2 separate regions of the Mus musculus genome follow, and region 2 is linked to region 1. Evidence: chromatin contacts called from public Hi-C data. All regions are on one chromosome and are shown on one strand. Each heading gives the region's core, a stretch centred on a gene start, on an enhancer-like site or on the middle of the called end of the contact. The rest is flanking DNA. Distances are from core to core; before and after follow the strand shown. Region 1 has its middle 9.7 kb from the start of Arl14ep. Region 2 has its middle 59 kb from the start of Fshb.

What was found. Hi-C and Micro-C count contacts between places; a contact is called where the count stands out from the background.
Region 2: a Hi-C map of the G1E-ER4 cell line shows a contact between it and region 1, with 2.6 times the contacts expected there. The contact joins two enhancer-like sites. A contact is called at or near these places in 1 of 15 datasets of contacts at CTCF or cohesin (the G1E-ER4 cell line), 4 of 484 Hi-C or Micro-C datasets (the G1E-ER4 cell line, cortical neurons and nephron progenitors) and 1 of 9 other capture datasets (pancreatic islet).

What each region holds. Positions count from the first base shown.
Region 1 is chr2:106,982,368-106,985,873 of GRCm38.p6, reverse strand. No RefSeq gene overlaps it. Among named protein-coding and RNA genes, the nearest start is that of Arl14ep, 9.7 kb to the right of the region's middle. Within about 2 kb of position 1,468, at least 11 of the 459 cell types and tissues checked have an H3K27ac peak or open chromatin away from gene starts, as enhancers often do. A contact at or near this core is called in the G1E-ER4 cell line, where this site is marked.
Region 2 is chr2:107,116,760-107,120,554 of GRCm38.p6, reverse strand. No RefSeq gene overlaps it. Among named protein-coding and RNA genes, the nearest start is that of Fshb, 59 kb to the right of the region's middle. Within about 2 kb of position 1,649, at least 7 of the 459 cell types and tissues checked have an H3K27ac peak or open chromatin away from gene starts, as enhancers often do. A contact at or near this core is called in the G1E-ER4 cell line, where this site is marked.

The sequences.
Region 1 (3,506 bases), core at 219-2,718:
ATCTCACATATTTCCTTTCATAATCCTTATAGTTTAAATCTTAGGTCATGGTTGACTTTTGATATGGATATTTAATTGTTTTGGTATTATTTTGACAAAGTCTGTATGTGCTGCTATAACAAAATACTAGAAACTGGTGGTTTATAAACAACACATAATTATTATATCTAGAGGCAAGGATTAAACAAATAGATTTGATATATGGAGAATGTCTGCTTCCTGGTTCATAGACAGCTCACAGGTGTACGTGGTAGAAATCATGCTTGTTTGGCTTCCTGTTATCTGGTTCATGAGGTTCCCACCTTCATGACCAAATCACCTCTAATATGCCCCAACTCCTAGAGCAATCATGTGGAGCCTAGGTTTCCGGATTTGAATTTAAGGAACCTATATTCAGTCTATAGCATTTTGACCGGTTAGTAATGCTAGGAAAGTTATTAAATGACAATTTCATGATCCAACCCAGAACTTTATCTTTTCAAGCTTCTCTCCTGCCCCTGGAACATGGGGACAGTATGATACACATCTATTCAGAGGATGCTGTTGAAGGTTGAGCGGTAGTTGTTGTTCACTGATGAAAGCAGATGTGGCTCTTCCGGTGATGCCATTAGGTCAGAGGAAGGAAGGACTGCTAAGCAACAGTTAAAATGAGATTGGCCAAAAGTCACCACCTTACAGTTTGATCCTGTTAACAGAACAAATTTTCCATGTCCCATCTGCTTTCTTGTGGTCTAAAGGAACCCAGAGATAACAAAGAACTGTTAAGGCAGTATATGAGTGTGTCACTGGCTGTGTGAACACACTAGGGCTCTTCATTTACTTCAGAGATAGTCATCTGAACAGCACTACCATCACTCCTCTTCTGTCAGCACCTCTCTCTCTCTCTCTCTCTCTCTCTCTCTCTCTCTCTCTCATTTCAGCAAAACAGAACTAATTGCATTTATCTACACATGCCGTGTTATTCCTGTCCCTGAGCCTTTTCTCACGCAGCTCATGAAATGCCCTCTACCCTCCTTGGGTTTGCCGTCATTCATATCAGCTAGAATTCTTACGCCTGTGAAGGAAAGAAAACCATCTCAAGCTAGCTTGAGAAAACAAAATAGAAAGCTTTATTATCAGAGTATCTGTGTGCTTCTCAAAATAGACCAGGGAAATGCTGTGCTTGTATCAGAGGTAACAATGGAACACATTCCCTGGGAAATGGCAGGGGATGTGTTCTCTTCACAGCTCGCCTCCCCTCCTCCCGCTGTGTGTGTATTAGTGCAACTCACATTGTTCTGGTTTTCCTCTACCAAATGGCCAAAAACTAAAGCAGCCAGGCAGACCCACGTTGAAAACTTCCAGAGGGAGACAGATCAGCCCAGCACATTTCAGGCACCTAGGTATGGATCGAACAGTTGCAGCCCTGGAAGTGTGATGCATTAATGTGCTGGAGGGCTGCACTCACCTCTTTAACTGGACCCAGGAAGTAAGCACCAAGAAAAGCAGGAAGAGCGCAGAGCAGGCATCTCTCTCTCACCACTCAGTCCAGCCTGCGCTCCATCCAGCCTTCCTTGGGTTCCATGCCTGTGTTGAGTGCACATTCATGCCCACTGGGTAAAACTCTGAAATCATCTCTTTCTCTGCCTGTCCCTTATGAACTCTCTGAGGCCTAGTGCCAGTCAGACTCAGGTTTTCCCTCAACTTCTGGAGATGCAAACAGCAAAACAAGCATAAAATCATGTGAGAATGTATTGAAGACCTGGGTGAAATGTGTAGGCGCTTTCCAAGTAGCTGACCCTTGACTATTTTTTTTATTTGTGTGTGTGAGCACGCACTCACACCTGTGTGTATGTGTGTGTGTGTGTGTGTGTGTGTGTGTCTGTGTATGTATAGCTTTGTGAAGGTGAGTGTTATGTATACATGTGTACATTTGCATATGGAGGTCAAATACCAGAGTCCAGTGTCTGTTTTGATGCCCTCCACCTCAGGTTTTGAAGCAAGGTCTCTTGCTGAAGATGAAGCTCACCGATTCAGCCAGCCTAACTCGGCTCCAGAGACATTTTTTCTTTTTTCTTTTTTCTTTTTTCTTTCTTTCTTTTTTTTTTTTTTTTTTTTTTTTTTGTGCCAGGGATCTAAACTCAGGACCTCATGCTTTTGCGGAGGGTACCTTCCCAACTAAATCATCTCCTTAAAAACTGTGATGAGAAAAATCTGGTATTTTAAATTTTCGTTGCAGTCAGTAAACAAATGACCACAAAACAAAGTGGTGGAGGAAAAAAAAAATCAAGAAATTAGATGATTCTAAATCTTATTGCTAGTGTTACATTTTCTTAGAAGTAATTATTAGAGATGAGACGATCCATTTATAAATTTGATTTAGGACATCGGTGGTGTATACCTTTAATCCCAGCACTCTGGAGACAGATCTCTGATCTGTCAAGACCAGTCTGATCTATGGAGCCAGTTCCAAGACAACAGGGCTATACAGAGAAATACTGTCTCAAGAAAGAAAGAAAGAAAGAAAGAAAGAAAGAAAGAAAGAAAGAAAGAAAGAAAGAAAGAAAGAAAGAAAGAAAGAAAGAAAGAGGGTACTGGAGAGATGGCTCAGCAGTTAAGAGCACTGACTGCTCTTCCAGAGATCCTCAGTTCAATTCCCAGCAACCACATGATTGCTCACAACCATCTGTAACAAGACCTGATTCCCTCTTCTGGTGTCTGAAGACAGCCACAGTATACTTACATATAATAAATAAAATAAATCTTTGAAAGAGAAACAGAGAGAAATTTTATTTAATTGTATGTAAAATACATAATATTGAGAATCCTTTAACTACTTTTTTAAAAGCTGTGAAGAATGCAACCTGGCCTTGATGTTTGAAAGGCAAGTGCTGTACCACTCAACTACATCCTTGGGCCTCAAATCATTTAATTATCACAATACTATGGAGAAAAGCACGTGAAAGCATACAGACTCTTCCTGTGCTAAGGAGTCGTTCAAGCCAGCTGATTGAACAGCCTATTGACCACTGAGTTAAATAGAACCTCCACGGTAGAAGCATTCCCTGCTTCTCCAAAAATGCAGGAAAGGATACTGTTTGCTTCGTCACTGTCAAGGAGTTTAATAAGACCTAGGGTGAAACTATAGTAAAACCGGGACAAACTTGCCAAAAATGAAAAAGCAATGTTCTGTTCTCCCTCTGCTGGTTTCCCCATGCTATAGCTCTCCAAGGTCCTGCAGAGAGGCCCAAACGAAATTCTTTCCTAGAATCCCAGAAATGTTTAGAATTGTTCAGTCTTTCAGCCAAACAAGCCAGAACACCCCACCAACCCCACCCGATCTCTATATCCTCTCTGTTATTGATCACATCTAACATAGCAAAGAGAGAGAAAACAAGTAGAAACTCATGGCTCTACTAATTGTCTAAATGTGGGAAAGGGGAGATGGCTGCACTTGGAGTTAGATGATTTGAATATTCCCTGTTAATGTTCAAGTACAACTTTTATATACATTGGTTGCCACCTAT
Region 2 (3,795 bases), core at 400-2,899, 130 kb before region 1:
AGGGGATAACATTTGGAATATAAATAAAGAAAATATCTAGTAAGAAATACACAGGAAAAAAAAAACAAATACAAGTAGTGAATGTCCTTCCAATCTTGCCTCAAACATCTAATTTGGGTCCTGCCACTTCTGAGGCTCTGATACTGATATCTTAATCATTAGAACAGATACTAACTTAATTGCTTTTTAGAACTGTATATCAAGCCAGTAGTCACATGCCATTCCTTTTTACATGGGTTTAATTATTTTTATGCAGTTTGAAGACACCAAGGCAAAACATTTTACCAATTTCAAAGAAAGCATTCATTTTTGTGCTCAGTATTAACAACTTCTAATGCCCCTCAGTCATCTCCAGGGGAGGCGTTATTTGGACTTGGCGGGGGGGGGGGGGGTGTTACATTGGTGTCACTCAGTAGCCTGTGTAGCCTCAAGCCCATACCAGTCCTCTGACCTCAGTCTGCTATTCAGTGTTTTGGATTCAGATTCAGATGTCCTAGCAGTGGTCCCTTTAATTTCTTGGAAAAGGGAAACAAAAAATATTCAAGAAAAGATCATAAAGGTGGTGAAAGATCTAAGAATCATGAGAACAGTGACACTTTGTCCGCATAAGCCCAGAAACTTTGTTTACACAGCAGAGCTGGTTAGCCAAGATGTACAGCTCCAAGCAAACCTGAGAGCTACAGATAAAACAGTCAGTGACTTAGAGCAGAGATAACACAAATCTAGCTTACTCCCTGCCTGTGCTTCTGGGCAAACTATGTGGCTTTTCTGAGCTTGTGCTGTCCTTTTTTAAAACAGAGTTAAAATTACAGTCTCTCAACAATAGTTTGCAGTCATATAGCAGTCACAAATATTTTTAATTTACCCACTACTTTAGTTCACTTTCTATGTCACCATTTGAAGTTAGTCATACTACAAGCTTCAATTTAGGAAAACAAAATAGAGGTTGAGACAGGTTAAGTAATGTGCCCATGTCACCCAGCTATTAAGCAGTAGAACTGATATTTCAACACTGACAATCTTGTCTAGGGCACCTGTGTGCAGCCAGTTGACCACACAACCTAGAGGCCCACACTTACACAGACATGAGTTCTAGAATATTTAATGTATCACTTGTGCGTTATCATCCCTCTACGTAGCCTCAGGAAGAAAAGGGCACTGGTATGGAAAAGAGATCGGCTACCTTTCTAATGCATCCACGGTGACCCCTTCAACCCCAACCACCTTGTCTTATCTCTGGGTCTCTGAATCCTCAGCCATAATCTACTGTTTCCAGAGGCCATAGAGCAATGTGATGAGGAGAAGGCATCGTCACGTGACAGCTCACATAAACTGTAAGTGACGGGTGGCACTCAACTCCATGGTACTAGCTTCATTGTTACCTTTATCTCTTCCTTCTCTCACTCAGGCTGCTGCTGGGAAAAAAAAAAAATGAGAAAAGCTATTGCTTTAATACCTATACAGTATACCAGGTCCTAGAGAAAGCTGTTAGTATGGAAATAGCCTTTCAGAGATAAGAGCGGAGGCAAGCCAGTAACAGCACATTTCTAAGCCTGTTTAGTCCTGGAGCAGCATATAGCCTTGGCCTTCTAGCCAGCTCTGAGCCAGACACATCAAGGCCTTTTAGACCCAAGGCTATGGATACACAGTGTTCTAGAAACAGCCATAACCTCTCCAATCCACTTAGTCTTTTAATCCCTCCCTCCCGGCATGGTCTGAGCCCACACAGAATGCCTGCCTCAGCTTCTGACCTTCTCAATCCTTCTGGCCTTCCAGGAACTACTTTGTGCATAGCTGTGGTTGGCTAGTATGTAAGTAATGAAACCAGAGGTACATTTGGTGCTTGGACAAATGTCAAATGTTTTCCCTATGCACCCGATATAAAATATAAATGAAGTGAGTAAGTAATATATAGGTATATATTACATATTTTAAAATTTTTATGTTTTTAAAGTAATATATATCAAGCAGCTCTAAATAGGATGCTACTCTTTGCACATAGAAGGCCCTAAGCAGGTTAGGGGATTGGTTAATGCAGCCCAGAATGTGGAACCTATCAATCCCTGGAGCTCTGTGCCAGTCAAAAGGAAGGATTAGCTAGAATGGAGTCCTAGGTTTTGCTTGAGTCTGCTTTCTGAGCAGTACTCTGGTCCTGGACACATTTCTTTGCCTCTCTGGGCCTCAGAACCCCCATCTATAGTGGGATGAAGCTGGTAGCTTGTAGATACACTCTTAAGAGTAGTCCAGAGAGCAATATAATGAATGAAACAGAACCCAAAGACTTCTTATAACAGAAAACACTATGTTCACATATTTAACATATTACATAGTACCAACCCCTTTCACAAAGGAACATACGTATCATTTCCATTTTAATGAAAAGAAACTCATTTTTAATTTTAGAACGGTTTAAGATTTGTGGAAAAGTTGCAAAAATAGTCAAATCCTTAACACACCCACATTTTCATCCCTCCTTTGTTCATTTCTGTGTTAGAATCCTACGCTTATTAAAACTCTTTCCTTCCTTAAAATATGCAGCCCCCTCTGCTTGTCTATAGATTGCAACCTCTAAAATTCAGACCTAGGGAGCCCATAGTGAATGGAGGAAGCTCCAGCTAACAAACTCAAAGCTCAGCTCACAAGAAAAGTTGGCAACTAAGATTTGACTCACGATTATCCCCCAGAAATGCAGATTCACATCAGAAATCCAGATTTTATGCAAAACATACTCATTTTTAAAGGTTGACTCATTTTTGTTTGCCTTTCTCAAAATAGCATCCTTTCCAAACAAAACACTTCTGCGCGCTGAATATGACCCTCCACTTCCCATCTGTGTGCTCCAGCCCTACTCCTTCCATCCTATCCTTCCAGGGGATAATCAGAAATAGCGCCGTCTAGCAATTCTCACGAGAATCTGTTTCAGGAGCAGGCTCTTCTCAATTTCTGGTAGTCACATATAATCCTTGGCCTATGGCCCCACATTCTACCTTCATAGCACACCAGTCCCTGCCTCTATCATCACAGAGCCTTCACTTCTGAAACTCTTCCTCCTATAAGTACTGTGATCATTCCTGTTGGACAAATTTAGTGTAACCTCTATACCTGAGGCTCACTAATCCAAATACACCTCAAGGGGTGTATTTTTTTTTTTTTTATAAAGTAGCATTCCCAGCTACCAAGAAATTAGGCCAGGAACATATGTTATGGAAGGGGTTAAGGATTAATTACTTAACTTACCATAGTTGGTATCTAAGTTCCTCTCTGCTTTAACATAAATGTTTTCTCCATGCTTGCTCCCAGCCATACTAGTGTCTCTTGTGATTCTGCCATCGTGTCCTCCTATTATATAATCTATGTTGGCATTTGGTATTTTGAGACAGACACTAAATGCCTAGCAGTGTGCTAGTGAGAAAAGGTAGACTGGTCATAGAAGAACAAATATTCTCTCATTTCAAAGATTTCTGGTATGCTTGTCAAAGAAAGAAAGAAAGAAAGAAAGAAAGAAAGAAAGAAAGAAAGAAAGAAAGAAAGAAAGAAAGAAAGAAAGAAAGGAAGGAAGGAAGGAAGGAAGGAAGGAAGGAAGGAAGGAAGGAAGAAAGAAAGAAAGAAAGAAAGAAAGAAAGAAAGAAAGAAAGAAAGAAAGAAAAGAAGTTAGAGAAGGTCCAGATAAAGTCTGATGACTCGCTGCACTGAACAGATTTTCAATAGACATGAAGTTGGGACTGGGATGCAGACCTTGCAGAAGAATGAATAGTCACGTGCACAGGTCTTATTCTACATTTACTGACACATGAT